Linked DNA regions of Acanthopagrus latus: region 2 is linked to region 1. Evidence: chromatin contacts called from public Hi-C data. All regions are on one chromosome and are shown on one strand. Each heading gives the region's core, a stretch centred on a gene start, on an enhancer-like site or on the middle of the called end of the contact. The rest is flanking DNA. Distances are from core to core; before and after follow the strand shown.

Region 1 (6,984 bases), core at 3,009-5,508:
ATCTATAGTGCATGAAAGAGGCTCTAAAGTTGAGGGTCTTCTTTGTGTTTTTATCATATTTTGCCTTGTGCAGGTTCATTTACATGTTCCCTTTGCTCTGAAACCTTTCCTCACAGTGATGAAAATCACTATGTGCAAAGTTAAACAAGGCAGTAAACTTCCCACAGTCCTGAAATCCACTGATATTAATAAAAGTGTGAGTCTGTTGTACAGTGAGGTGAGAAAGAGACACCTCGGGCTGAGTTTCTAATACTGATGGTCACTGGGCAGAGTTTCAGGAGTCTCTGAGGGTGAAGGGCACCTTGGTGATTAGATGCCAACAGAACAGTGAGCGTTAATCACTTTCTCTCCTCAGAGGACTGGAAACAGGAATCCTCTGATGACAGGCCGGCTGCCAGCACCACTCACCTGAAATTAAAACAGTCCTCGGCAGCACAGACGGCAGACACGACGCTCACCTGCTCCACAGAGGCCCGACGGCCTTCGTCCCGTGTGCATCCAGTCCCTCTTCATCCTCTGCACCAGGCGCATCGCCGTCATGGACACTTCGTGGTTCTTCTCCCCAAATTCCAACATTTGGGCGAAACGGGGGATGTACAGGCACGGGTCTGCAGACAGAGAAGTGTTTGTGATTATAGAGGTGCATGTTCTGATTCAGTCGTGCCTTTAAAATCTGGAGCATTTGTTCCTTTCGGTTCCTTGAGCCAAAGAAGGTTCTGTCTGCAGAACCGTCTGATGTGGAAAGTTGGGCCGTGGACCAGAGAAGTAAACGGGTCAGGTTGTTGGACAGAGAACATCTTAGTAGATTCCTTCACACTGACAGATGTGGAAAATCTGATTTTTTCCAGTTTGGATTTTTTATCATTTGCTGAACAACGACAGAGAAGCAGCTCATGGTTTCTGAATGTTTTGTTCTGGTTCTTTAACGTCCTTATTGCTACTAAATATGTGACGCAAAACAATCTTGCGCTGAGTTTTCTTGCAGATTGTCATTTTTTGTAACGATCCTTAAAATGTTGCTATCAAACACGTATGACAAAGACATATAACACAGGCAGAACATTTTACAGCTTAACAATGACCATAAATGTCTATAAAGACGTCAGGGCAGCGAAACAGTTAAATACTCCAAGCATCTTTTTTTTATATTGGTACATAACGGCCAACTGGTTTAATATTCATTTAATGGTTTTAAGTCAATTTTCTGACATTTTATGGACCAAACAAGTAACTGATTAATTTCAGACAGCCTGGACGTCAGCTGCAGGAACTGCTCAGTTCCTGGTTAATAAGTATCCTGTAATGATCACATTCAGCTTCTGTCTCGTGTGTGTTTTCCTGGAGAGGATAAATCATGGCGGAGGGAGCGTACGAGTCCATCCTGCTATGGTTTCATGGACTGATATCAGGTCTGCTCGTCTCTCAACCTGCTGCCAAAACTCTCTCAGGATGACACTTTAACGAGAACTCTGTCCAATAAACAGGCTGCTTATGTGTCCATACAGATTTTGTTGGTGAGCTTCGGTTCACCTGCGTCTGAGCTGTAAATAAACCGAAGAAAATGCAGTTCTGTCCCATTCTGAAAGCAGATTTAGATCATTAGCACCTGTGTGCCCCCCCAGTAAAACCAGTCTCCTCCCGCTGGCTGCTAATTAGCTCCAGTGGAGAACTTGAGGATTAGCATTTAGCTCGAGTGCACCTCGAAGCAGCCTGTTTCTCATTCGGCGTCTCCGTCCAGATTTTCGCAGCTGGCGAAAGGATTTGAATGGGCAGCCTTCCAATCACAAACCTTTTGCTTCTCAAATGTCTCTGAGAAACTTGGACAGCGCGGCGTATCGTAAACTTTAGGGAAAAATACTTTGGATTCAGCTGGAGAGAGCAAAACCTTCAGAACCACCTGCCTCTGCCTTGAAACAGCCTGGCAGGTGGCCAGTTTGAGTTTTTATTCTGAAAGTGGTTTTTACCTTGCTGGGAAATCTAATTTAATATCAACATTAGGAGGAATTCTCTTTCCACTGTTAGCCTGGAGACAAAAAGAAGAGTTTCAGGACAGCGGAGTCAAATATCTTTGAAGTCAGTGGCTGCGTTTATAGAGCGGTCCAGTGGAAAGCTGGTCGAGCCAGCTGGTAATCAGATCCAGGCTGATCCCTCCCCCCCCCACACCATGTAATGATACGTCTGCAGAGCTCGCCATCACCGCTCCAAGCTCCACCATCTGTAAGAGACCAGACGAGATCTCCGTAGAAAAGAGGCTGTTTAAGGGGGTAAGAAATGCACCTGGAATCCTCTTTCACTGTCGAGAATAATCAATCTGTGATGCTCAAACAGCCCAGGAGTCATTCTGTGATGGAGTGCTGGAGTTTACTTTTTTCGTGTACCCACTTTCCCCTCGACCCGCATCGCCTGCTTCTACTTCTGTTCCCGACATTCCCCAAAATTACTTGGACCACCCCCAGAGAAGGGCCGCGAACTCGCTCCGTTCAATCAAATGTGGGAGCGGAGCGGCATGAATAGCATTAAAGTGTTATCAGTCGGCTGAGGGGGAAGCTGCGCCCTTCCCTCAAGAGCCCAAACTGACTCGGAGCTGCAGAGGATTCTGGTCTATTTTTTGTTACTGCGGGTTTTAAATTTGTCTCTTTGAGTTTCTTCTGTATGATTGTTGATAATCAGAGAAGAAAGTCTCACTCATCCAAACCTGACTGCACACTGATGCTCTTTATGTCAATGTAAATTGTAGCTGTGATGTCACCTTGTTTGTCTGGTCAGATATCAGGACTGTCGATATATCGATCCACTGGAAAGTGAAAAAATTATCCATTATTTTTAAATTCTCACCGCACGTCTGTGTCACATCGTTCCATCCGGGCACTTCTCTTTCCAAAACATTCAGACAGCGTTGTTGACAGCAGCCAATCACAAAATGATGAGGATATTTATATTTACTTTGAACTTTGGAGAAAAGACGAGCATCCGACGCAGCGTTACGGCAACATTAGCTGCTCTGCTTCAAAAATGTCAGGCCGAAATGTTCTGCAGCGGTGAAGAAGAAAAAGTTTAAATAATACCAGTAATTTGTTAGGCTGTGAGTAGAGAACTGCCTGCTAGCTGTTAGCCACAGGCTGAGGCGATAATCACAATAAGCCGTTTTAGGTTTTTATATTAGACTCAGGTCTGTGTTTTAATGACATTTGTGTTCATTTCATGTTTTCATTTGGTTGTTTTCAGTCCAGCTGTCAACTGAACAAAAATTAGGAAATAAATCACACTTTTTGAACGGCTTACATAAATTGGGCAATAATGTCATCAGACCGGTTCTGATCTGGTTACCTTGTCTTTTCTCTTTATAAAGATCAGGAAGTGCAGATAAGTCTGCAGAGACTTGACTTGCCTTAAACTAAAGACTCAACCTGACTGACTCAAGAAAAAATAAGTATTTCATCAGAAAGTCCCGACATGGTCAAATGTGACAAGTTGAATGGGATGTTAATGTTATTCCCCTTATGAAGGTTGAAATAAGTATTTATGATGCAAAAATGACAGATGTTCTTATTATTATTATCATTTAATAAGTTCATAATAAATAATTTGTCGACTGTGGTTTTAATTAATGGGGTGTTTCATTTAGTAGAGCTCATGTAATGAGGGTTGGGATGTGTCACAGCCTCTCCACCTCGATAATAACACACAAAATAAGATTTTTTTCCCTTTATATGTAAATCACAACTTGACTTGCCCAAGAAAAAATTACTTGGGACTTGCTTGAGACTGTTTTTCTATTGAATTTCATCTTTATTTCACCAGGAGGTCCCAACATCGTCAAATATAAAACATAAAACATGATGCTGTTCTCTTTTTAGTGGCTGAATTAAGCATATAACTATATATGTGCTTATCATTATCATGTAATAAGTTAATAATAAAGAATGTGTTGATTGTGGCATTAATTTGTGGGGTGTTTCCTTTAGTTGAGATCATAGACTGAGTGTTAGGACGTGTCACAGCCTCTCCACCTCGATAATAACACGCAAAATAAGCTTTTTCTCCCTTTAAATGCAACTTTTTCCCCATTGAGTCCACATAAAATGATAACATGGTCAAATATGACATATAAAACATGATTCTACTCCCTTATACGAGGCTGAAACAGGTATTTATGCTGTAAAACAACATATGTGCTTATTATTATCATTTAGTAAGTGTTTGGGGGTGTAATAAAGCATTAATAATGAATAATTTATTGATTGTGGTTTTAACTTGTGGGGTGTTTCCTTCAGTAGAGATCACGTACAGAGGATTAGGACGTGTCCCAGCTGGATAATAACACACAGAATAAGATGTATATCACAGCTGACATGAGATCATGGTGTTCCGCTGTATCCTGGACGAAGTGCTGTGTGTTTCGGGGTCATGTCGCCTGGTCGCTGCCGGCCTGCAGGCTCGTATTTAAGCGACCTTCTCTTTAATTGTATTTTTATCCCAGCAGCGGCTCTGATCAGCGGGACGAGGGGGCGGTGCTTCGGCCCGGTGACGCACTCTGCGGAGCTGCTGGGGGAGGCGCCTCTGCTCTCCTGACGTCAGCGCGGGGCGGGGATCTGATTGGTCCAGAGCGAGCCCTGGGCGTCCGAGGAGATCACGACGAGGGGGGGAAAAAAACGCAGAGAAAATGAAGCGGACCTCAAAAACTCCCCACAAATGAGTGTATACCTCGGGTGAGGACGGCCGGAGGAACACGGCAGCTGGATCCGCCTCGGTCGACAGTCGGTCGGGAGAGAAAGGGATAAGTATCCGAGGGGATTAACGCGGAGGCGGGGTGGAAAACAGAGCAAGGACTTGAATACCAGCTGCGACTATCCGGATTACCGACTCGCTGAAAAAGGGAAAACAAGCGGACATTTCTCCGTCCGGAGAGGATGAGCTGACCGCCGGGACACGGAGCAAAAGTGCCTGCGGTCGAAGTTGGACGCCGGACGGATATTTACATGTTGTCGTGTGAACTTCGCCGTCGATGTGGTTTTAAATCTCCCTGATTAACGGCTGATTCCTCCGCGGACGACCGGACGTCAGTTAGTTCGTTTTTCAGCGCGCGCGACAGATCCAGTTCCCCGGATACCGACGACCGAAGACGACCGCTCGCTCGTGCCGATGCCAACGGCAGACTGCAGGTTGCTCCATCATGGCCGGATCATGAGGTGTCTGACTTATCTACTCCTTCTCCCAGAAACGCTGAAAAAGTCCAAGAAGGTCGGCAAGCTCCCGGGCAGGCTGCCGGTATGTTATGAGATCCTGACTCTGTCCCTGTCGAGCAAGAAGCAGCAGCAGCAGCAGCAGAAGAGGAGGAAGGAGGAGGTGGAGGAGGAGAAGATGGCTGCGGAGTTGTACCCCGCCGCCAACACCAACAACACCAACCTGTCCACCGGCACCACGGTGGCGGACACCGAGAAGACCAAGGAGGTGCCGGTGAGCCAGGCCAGCAGCAGCAGCGCGGCGACCACCCCGACCACCCAGCAGAACATCAACAACAACAACGTCGATCCGCCCAGCTGGCAGTGCAGCCACCCCACACTGAGAGAGAGGTAACATCTGCTGCCCGACTCACGGAAACACCGCTAATACCTGCACATTCATGACCGTAAAGCACCTTAAAGATCATTGTGAAGTAGTGACAGGGCGCCACGGCCGCTCTGACTCCCTGTGTCAGCGTGATAGTGATTACAAAAAGATTAAAAAAGCACCATAAGGTCGCTAAACTCAGTATTTGGTAGCCTCATTCATTAGTGGAGCTTTAGTTTGGAGGAAAGTGGTCCTGCAGCAGCTACTCTGTTAGTTACACTACTCTTAACCCATTAATGACCATCTGTATGGCGGTTTAAAGGGGAAACACAGCAGAAAATGTCAAAATTCAAGTCTGATTTGACATTTTTATGATGCCAAAATGGTAAACTTCAGTAGATTTTCTCTTAAAAATGCAGAAAATCCAAAAGGAGTTAAGTAAAAATGTCATTTCACATGATTTGTGTTTAGCTCAGTCAGTATTTAAAGTGCTGTAGAGGACTGGTGATTCATATGCATGTAATTAAAACATTTAGTGGCTCCAGCTTCTTAAAATAGTCTCTGCTCTTTTAAATCTGAAGCTTGTCAGGGGTTTTCCTCACAACCTGCACACGATTAATCGAGATAACAATCAGCAGATGAACTGATACAGAAGCAAACAGGAGCTGCAGCTCTGCTTCTGCTGCTGTATCCTCCTCAAACCTGTGAAGGTACCCAGTGTCTCTGGGCAAAGACAGGGAGAGTGTGGGAGGACTTGATGTTATACAATACTTGACTGAGGCTTATTCATGAAACCTGCTCTGCTTTTAGGAACGCCTTGATGTTTAACAATGAGCTGATGGCCGACGTCCACTTCATTGTTGGCCCCACGGGGGGATCGCAGAAGGTTCCAGCACACAAGGTAAAGAGATCTGACCACGTTATTCTGACTTCTCTGTCTGTTAGATTAGAGGAGAAGTTGTGTCTCTGCAGCTACTGAAAAGAACTACTTGTGCTCTTTTACTGAACTTCGCAACGACTGTGTGATTCTGCCTGCATGTGTTCTGACGCATCTGTCTCCTCCCTCCCCTCCCTCCCAGTATGTGCTGGCCGTGGGAAGCTCGGTCTTCTGTGCCATGTTTTACGGCGATCTGGCGGAGGAGGAGTCTGAGATCCATATCCCAGATGTGGAACCTGCTGCTTTTCTAATTCTGCTGAAGTAAGCCACTCGCCATCCCTCACACACAGCCAACCAGAAGGAGAGATGACAAGCGCAGTCAGTGTCACTTCAAAGCATATTATTACTCATCCAAAGCTAAGCGGAGGCGAATGCCAAAAGGCTGCGAGCGCCAGAGAGCAGTGGCAGCAGCACAGCGCTCTGTAATTGCTGGTTTTCTCAGCACTCTTTGTCCAACTAGAAACATTTTTTCCCTTTTTCTTCATCCACAGCCTGAC
Region 2 (6,984 bases), core at 1,824-4,323, 160 kb before region 1:
ACATTTCCTATTTAAATATTTATGTAAAATCAATGTATCACAATTTATCAAAGTGTGTTATAGGAAACCAATTCTGTTCAACTTTTAACAACAGTTTTAATATTTGTTGTTAATTTATCTTTTTTTATTTATTATTATATAATCTCATCAGTGTTTGTTGCCCCTTATTGTGTTGCATAGATGTTGTGTCTGTATTGGATTTAAAGAAAACACTAGATAAAGTCTCACACAATCTGTTTATTTCAGTATAAACACAGCATACAAACTAGTTTACCTCATTAATGACAGAGAGACAATCCCACTTTTTCCAGTCTTCAATATTGTTTTCACAAACATATTAGTAATAATAAAACCAGTATATAACAGATATCAAGAGGCAAAGCATGCGTATATTCTCCACATGTTGTGACAGATTTTCATGGTTGTTGTTCAGTCGACTGCAAGTCATTTTACAAACTCTGTAAAATATTCAAATGAGAAGTTAAAGATCACAACTGAGACATAAATGTCTCCTGCAAAAGGAAGTCAAACAAAAGTTTCCTGCTGTTTTATATCAATTTACATTATGATCATGAAGTCATAAAAACTCAACTTCTCAACCTCTCAACTTACATAAAAATATACAAGCAACTTCAGGTTAAGTGACTATGTGACTGCTTTTTTGATAATTACAGTTTACCACATAATTAAACTACATTATACAAGATCAAATAAATGGAAATAAATGAATAAAAGCTGCTGTCAGCTGACACATTCACTGAAAACAAAAGTGAGAGTGTAAAGAAGCAGAATGTCACTTAAATCAAACTACAGGGTTCCACAGTAACTCAGCTGGTGGAGAGTCGTCCCCCCTCTCAAGCTGTCCTCTTAAATCAATACACCAGCAAATATATAAATATATATCCACCAAAAAAGACCAGAAGATTACTTTTGAAATGTTTTTCATACATATATAAAATGACAAAAGAAGCACACATTGACTACATCATGTAAATGTTACTGAGAAAAAAAACGGACACGCCTTAATTGAAAACGCACGTGTGTGTGTGTGTGTATGTGCGCGCGTGTGTGTGTGTTGGGGGTGGGGGTGGGGGTGGGGTGGGTATCTGATGTTGGATCTCACCTGATTTTCCTATGTTGCTCCGCCTCTTGTTCCAGCTCTGTTCCTCAGGTTAATAACTGTGACGTATTTGTGGTATATGAAAAAAGTATTAGGGAAGTTCTGAAGCTGTCCATGTGCACTGAGAGATATTTGGAGACTATTTAACCTAACATACAAGGTATTGCATTTTTGGATTTACACCATGGTCTCAGTGAGTGCTGATAGGCTGCAGAGTGTTAAAGCTTGTGACGGGTCAATATTTGAGGAGAGTCAGGAACAAAAGGGAAACAGCCGTTTCTAATAAGTGTATAAATTCTAACAATAATTTTAATGTATGTGGTCAATCTGTCTATTTTTATTAATTATTATATTGTCATAGAGAGATCACAACTAAGACAGAAATGTTTCCTGCAAAAGATTGCCATTGAGAACATTTCTTCAGGTTGGGCCTGTGACTACTGGACTGCTTGTTTGGTATTTACAGACAGTCTGAAACTTAATTAAACTACATTAAACAAGATCAACTAAATGATTGTGCTACAGCAGTAAGTTGCAGGGTGGAGTTGGATATAATCAAGATGCAAAAATCCACATTAAATAGAATCTGAACAAAACGCCGGTGCTCATTACGTTATTACTAAATGTGGAGATCTGTCTTTTTCTCGATAGTTATTTTACCCTGTGTTTGACAGGACGGATGATCAGAGGGGCGGAGTTTTTGCCACTCTTATTGGGGGCGGGGTATAAGAATGGGAGGAGTCTCTCAGTGAAGCAGCAGTCAGTCAAGGCATGGATAAGACTGGCAGCATCCACATCATAAAACAAGACCAGACCCTCCTCATAATCCACAAACACCCCCACCTTCTCAGGCTGTGACTTTAAATCCAGACGGCCTGCAGTAGCGTAGTACTCATTTTCTTTCCTCAAACCAAGAGTCCAGTAACCATTCTGAGGATCAATATTGAGTGGCCCCTTCCTATTGATCAACTCATTGGCAACTCCTATAACCCAGCAAGTCTTCCCCTTAACCTGAACCTCAAAGTAAAATCTTCCTGCAGAAATGACCTGCTTCCCTACCACGCACAGATCACGAGAAAACCTCTTTGGGTTATCTGGGAGCTTCTTCTTGACATCAGCATGATGTACCTGTTTACCATCTGCAGACAGGATGAGTGTTGGATTTGCTGTATCAGGATCAAGAGTCACATCCACTGCAGACTGCTGGGCAGTTCTGAGTGCAATGTTTGGCAGCAGTTTATTCAATTCAGTTAAGAGCATCTCCACCAATGGAGCAAGAGCCGACCTCATATTTCCCTCATATGATGGAGAACGGACTCTGACCTCTGTCCAGTCCTTGGTGGGTGGAGCAGCTTTCAGGGCCTGGAGGTTTCGGAGGAGGAGGAGGTGGTCTTCAGAGAGTGAGAGCTGCTTCAGCTCAGCACTTTTCTTCTTCAGCTGAGAGATTTCTTGTTCCAGCTCTTTGATGAAGCCTTTAGCTTGTTTCTCTATTAGTTTGTGCTTCAATTGAATCACGTTAACGGCTTCAGTCCGCCTTTTCTTAATAGCACGTCTCAGCCTAGTCAGCACCTGATCACCTCGTGCTTTTTCCCTGCCTGCATTTTCCCTGCTGACCTTGACAGATTGTTTGAACTCTACAATCTTCAGTTGTCTCTGCTGGATCATCTGCTGAAGTTCAGCCTCTGTGTCACCCAGTTCTGCTCTCTGTTGAGTTGACTTTTTAATGCGAGAAGCCATCTCAGAGATTAAACTATTGACCTGCAGCTCAGGTCTTCTCTTGAAACGTTTATTACAGTCGGGACACTCACGATGGGCTTCACTATCCCAGTGTTGAGTGATGCAGTTTTTGCAAAAGTTGTGTCCACATGGTGTGGTGACAGGATCAGTGAACACATCCAGACAGATGGAGCACAGAAACTGATCCTTGGGGAAAGGTCTTTTGGCAGCTGACATATTCACTGAAAACAAAAGTGAAAGTGTGAAGAAGCAAAACGTTAATTAAATGATTATCCAATAGTATCACAGGGTGCCACAGGGACTCAGTTGGTGGAGAGGCTGTGTCCTCGCTGCAGCAGCCCAGGACACAGTCTGACCTCTGGCCCTTTGCTGCGTGTCGTCCCCCCTCACTCTCATCCTGTCTGCTGTCAACTCTCAAGCTGTCCTATCCAATGAAGCCATAAAAAAGGCCAAGGGAATACTTCAAAAAATAATATGATCACTGACTGTTAGTAGATAAATAAGTGAAAGTTTCTTTCATTAACTGACAATAGAAGCACACATTGACTAAGGACAGCTCGTGTAAATGTTACTGTGAGGCCGACAGCTGACATTTCCAGGGAAAACAAAAGTGAAAGTGTGAAGAAACAGAACAACAGAATCCTTAATTATTAAACATCAAATGATCATTACCAGAATGTCAGGAGACAGTTTTGTATTATATGATTTCATTTTACATTTGTCAAAGTTTCATTTGACAAGTTATTCAAATGTAAAAAATACGAAGGAAAATAAAAACACGCCCTGATTGAAAACAGCTCCAGTGTGTGTTAATGCTGATATCATAAACACATTAGATATAATCTGCTGTACTCACCGCTGTTTGGCAGAGACTTTTATAAAAGATGAGATGAACTGAGTTTGATTCTGGCTGTTCAGAGAGAAACAACAAGGTGAGTCTGCGCTGCAACACTCTTCTTACTCTGATGATTTCTCAGTTCTTGTTGAGGTATCTGATGTTGGATCTCACCTGATTTTCCTATGTTGCACCGCCTCTTGTTCCAGCTCTGTTCCTGACAGTTTGTTTCCTCCTTCAGGTTACTAACAGTGAAGTATTTGTGACACATGGAAAAAAATATTAGGGAAGCAAAGTACTGAGGCTGTTTATGTGCACTGAGAGATATTTGGAGATTATTTAATTTTAAAATATTCTGCAATGAGAGTCTACAGCAGTCAACAGAAAATACTTTTACAAAAAGACAACAGAAGAGGCCAGTTTAAGACATCCACAGGATGTTGGATTTTTGGTTTTACACCATGGTCTCTGTGAATACTTGATTCTGATTGGCTGCAGGGTGTTAGAGCTTGTGTTGGGTCAGGAGAGAGTCAGGAACAACAGCGAAACAGCTGTTTCTACACAACAGAGACAACAATGAAACAAGGAGTGTCTCTTGATGTTTATCAAAATTTGTATGGCAAGGCTTTTCCTTCAAATCCTCTTTCAGTGCCTTCTTTGCTGTTGTTTTATGACATTTGTTCTGTTTGTATTCATTATTATATCATATCAATGTTTGTGTTGTATAGAGGTTGTATCTATATTGACTTAATAGAAAACATGAGATATAGTCTTACAAAATCTGTTTATTTCAGTATAAAAACAATATCAATGCTAGTTTCCCATATTAACGACTGAGAAACAACAATCCCATTTTTTCCACTCTTGAACATTTATTTTTCAAACATATTACTAATAAGAAATCAGTATAAAACAGATATCAAGAGGCAAAACATGCGTGTATTCACCACATATGTTGTGACAGATTTTCATGGTTGTTGCTTTGTTGTTCTGTTGACTGCAAGTAATTTTACAAACTCTCTAAAATATTACAGCTAGTCCAGTCCAGTCCTTGGTGGGTGGAGCTGCTTTCAGGGCCTGGAGGTTTTGCAGGAGGAGGAGGTGGTCTTCAGAGTGTGAGAGCTGCTCCAGCTCAGCACTTTTCTTTTTCAGCTCAGAGATTTCTTGTTCCAGCTCTTTGTTGAAGCCTTCAGCTCGTTTCTCTATCAGTTTGTGCTTCGATTGAATCACTTTAATGGCTTCAGCCTGCTTTCTATCAATAGCATCTCTCAGGCTAGTCAGCACCTGAACACCTTCTGCTATTTCCCTGCCTGCATTTTCCCTGCTGACCATGACAGATTGTTCGAACTCTTCAATCTTCACTTGTCTCTGTTGGATCATCTGCTGAAGTTCAGCCTCTGTCTCACCCAGCTCTGCTTTTCTTCCTTCACATTCCTCTTTCAGAGAAACAACTTCATGTTGTTTGTGGTCTGAAATAGTGCAGCGCATGCAGACACATGTCTGGTCGGTCGATCAGCTGATGTCTTCTCAGGCCTGACACTGTCAGATGAGGCTGTAGGTGAGTCTCACAGTAGGACACCAGACACACCAAGCAGGACTTCAGGGCCTTCAGTTTGGTTCCAGTGCAGACGTCATACGGAACTTCTCCTGGTTTGGCAGCTTGTTGTTCTGACTCTTTAATGCGAGAAACCATCTTAGAGATTAAGCTATTGCAGCCCAGGCCTCAGCCACAGCCGAGCTCCCAGCCCAAACCAACGCCGCAGCCACAGCCTGGCTACCAACCCAGACCACAGTCTCAACCCCAGTGCCTGCCAGTGGCCCTCAGTCGGCGGCCCGGTCGACACCTGCCAGTGGCCCTCAGTCAGTGGCCCTCAGTCAGTGGCCCAGTCGTCAATTGCCAGTGGCCCTCAGTCGGCGGCCCGGTCGACACCTGCCAGTGGCCCTCAGTTGGCGGCCCAGTCGACACCTGCCAGTGGCCCTCAGTCGGCGGCCCGGTCGACACCTGCCAGTGATCTTCAGTCGGCAGTCCAGATGGCACCTGTCAGAGGCCCGGCCGAGGCCTGTTCCAGCCTGCATCTACGCCTTCGCCTTCGTCGCCGGCCTCCAGCAAGTTCCAGGCCACGCCTACGCTTCGTCACCAGCCTCCAGTGAGTTCCAGCCTGCGCCTACGCCTATGCCTACGCCTTCGTCGCCAGCCTCCAGTGCGCCTCAGCCCACGTACCTGGTATCCAGTGCATTTCAGCCCATGCCGCTTCTGCCGGTTTCCAGAGCCCCTTCGCCTTCGTCCTCGCCACAGACCTTCGTCTTCGGCGCCGGCCCCCAGAACGCCTACGCCTACGTCTTCGTCTTCGTCGCCGGCCTTCAGAACACCTTCAGTTTCATTGTCGGCCTCTAGTGGGTCCCAGCCCATGTCCCCGGCCTCTAGTGGGTCCCAGTCCACGTCCCTGGCCTCCAGTGGCTCCCAGTCCTTGCCTCCACCCTCCTGTTCGTTTGGACCTTGGCCCTCCCCCTGACCCTCTCCACCCTCCCGGCTTTGACTCTGTGTATTTAGTCTGTGTGTTTCCTTCACTCCTTGTCCAGTCATTGTCTTGTTTGCATTCTGAGTTTGATTGTCTATGCTCCTGTCCATGCTCCGGGCCATGCTCCTGTTCGAGCTCCTGTTCGAGCTCCTGTCCCCTGTTTGGTATGTTTTGGTTTTGAGTTTTCCATGGTTGAGTTGAACTTTGATTTTTGATTTGTACTTTGTCTTGCTGTTTTCTTTTGTTGCTACTTTGTCTTGCTGGTTTTGTTTTGCTACTTTGCCTTTTGTCCCATTTAGTCTGTTTTGGGGGGTTTTTTTGCATTCAGCTTTTGTTTAATAAAAGCTCGCCTTTTGTTCCCCTTATCTTGCCTCCTGTGTAACTGCGTTTGGGTCCACCTCCCTTTATCCATAGTCTTCCCTTTAAACCCCCAACCTGACATAAAGCCAGAAAAGGCCAAAAAATAAAAAAATAAATAAAAAGGTTGGTTTGTTTTGGTTACTACTTTTCATTATTTATTTTCATTTTATTGTCTACTTTAATATTTCATTTTAATTTGATGTCTACTTTAATATTTCATTTTGATTTCAAATTTTTTTTATTTCATTGTCTATTTTAGTTTTTATTATATCTATCTTTATATCTTGTTTCCATTCATGCTGTATTTCTGTTTCTAGTTTGCACGGAGCAATGGAACGAAAACAACATATTGACATATTCATGGAAAACAAAAGTGAAAGTGTGAAGAAACAGAATGACAGAATTTGTAATAA

What was found. A called contact is a pair of places that touch in the nucleus more often than the background predicts.
Region 2: a Hi-C map of muscle shows a contact between it and region 1, with 4 times the contacts expected there. The contact joins the promoter of LOC119004906 here to the promoter of LOC119034412 in region 1. A contact is called at or near these places in 2 of 4 Hi-C or Micro-C datasets (both in muscle).

The regions. Positions count from the first base shown.
Region 1 is chr16:1,851,976-1,858,959 of fAcaLat1.1, reverse strand. LOC119034412 (BTB/POZ domain-containing protein 6-B) reads left to right here and starts at 4,258. Exons shown (of 4, transcript XM_037125373.1): 1 at 4,258-5,573; 2 at 6,361-6,451; 3 at 6,630-6,748. The coding sequence starts at 5,143. brf1a (BRF1 RNA polymerase III transcription initiation factor subunit a) reads right to left here. Exons shown (of 19, transcript XM_037125371.1): 7 at 459-608.
Region 2 is chr16:2,015,762-2,022,745 of fAcaLat1.1, reverse strand. It overlaps LOC119004906 (E3 ubiquitin-protein ligase TRIM39-like), which reads right to left and starts at 3,073. Exons shown (of 1, transcript XM_037072236.1): 1 at 1,090-3,073. The coding sequence starts at 3,073. The coding sequence ends at 1,772.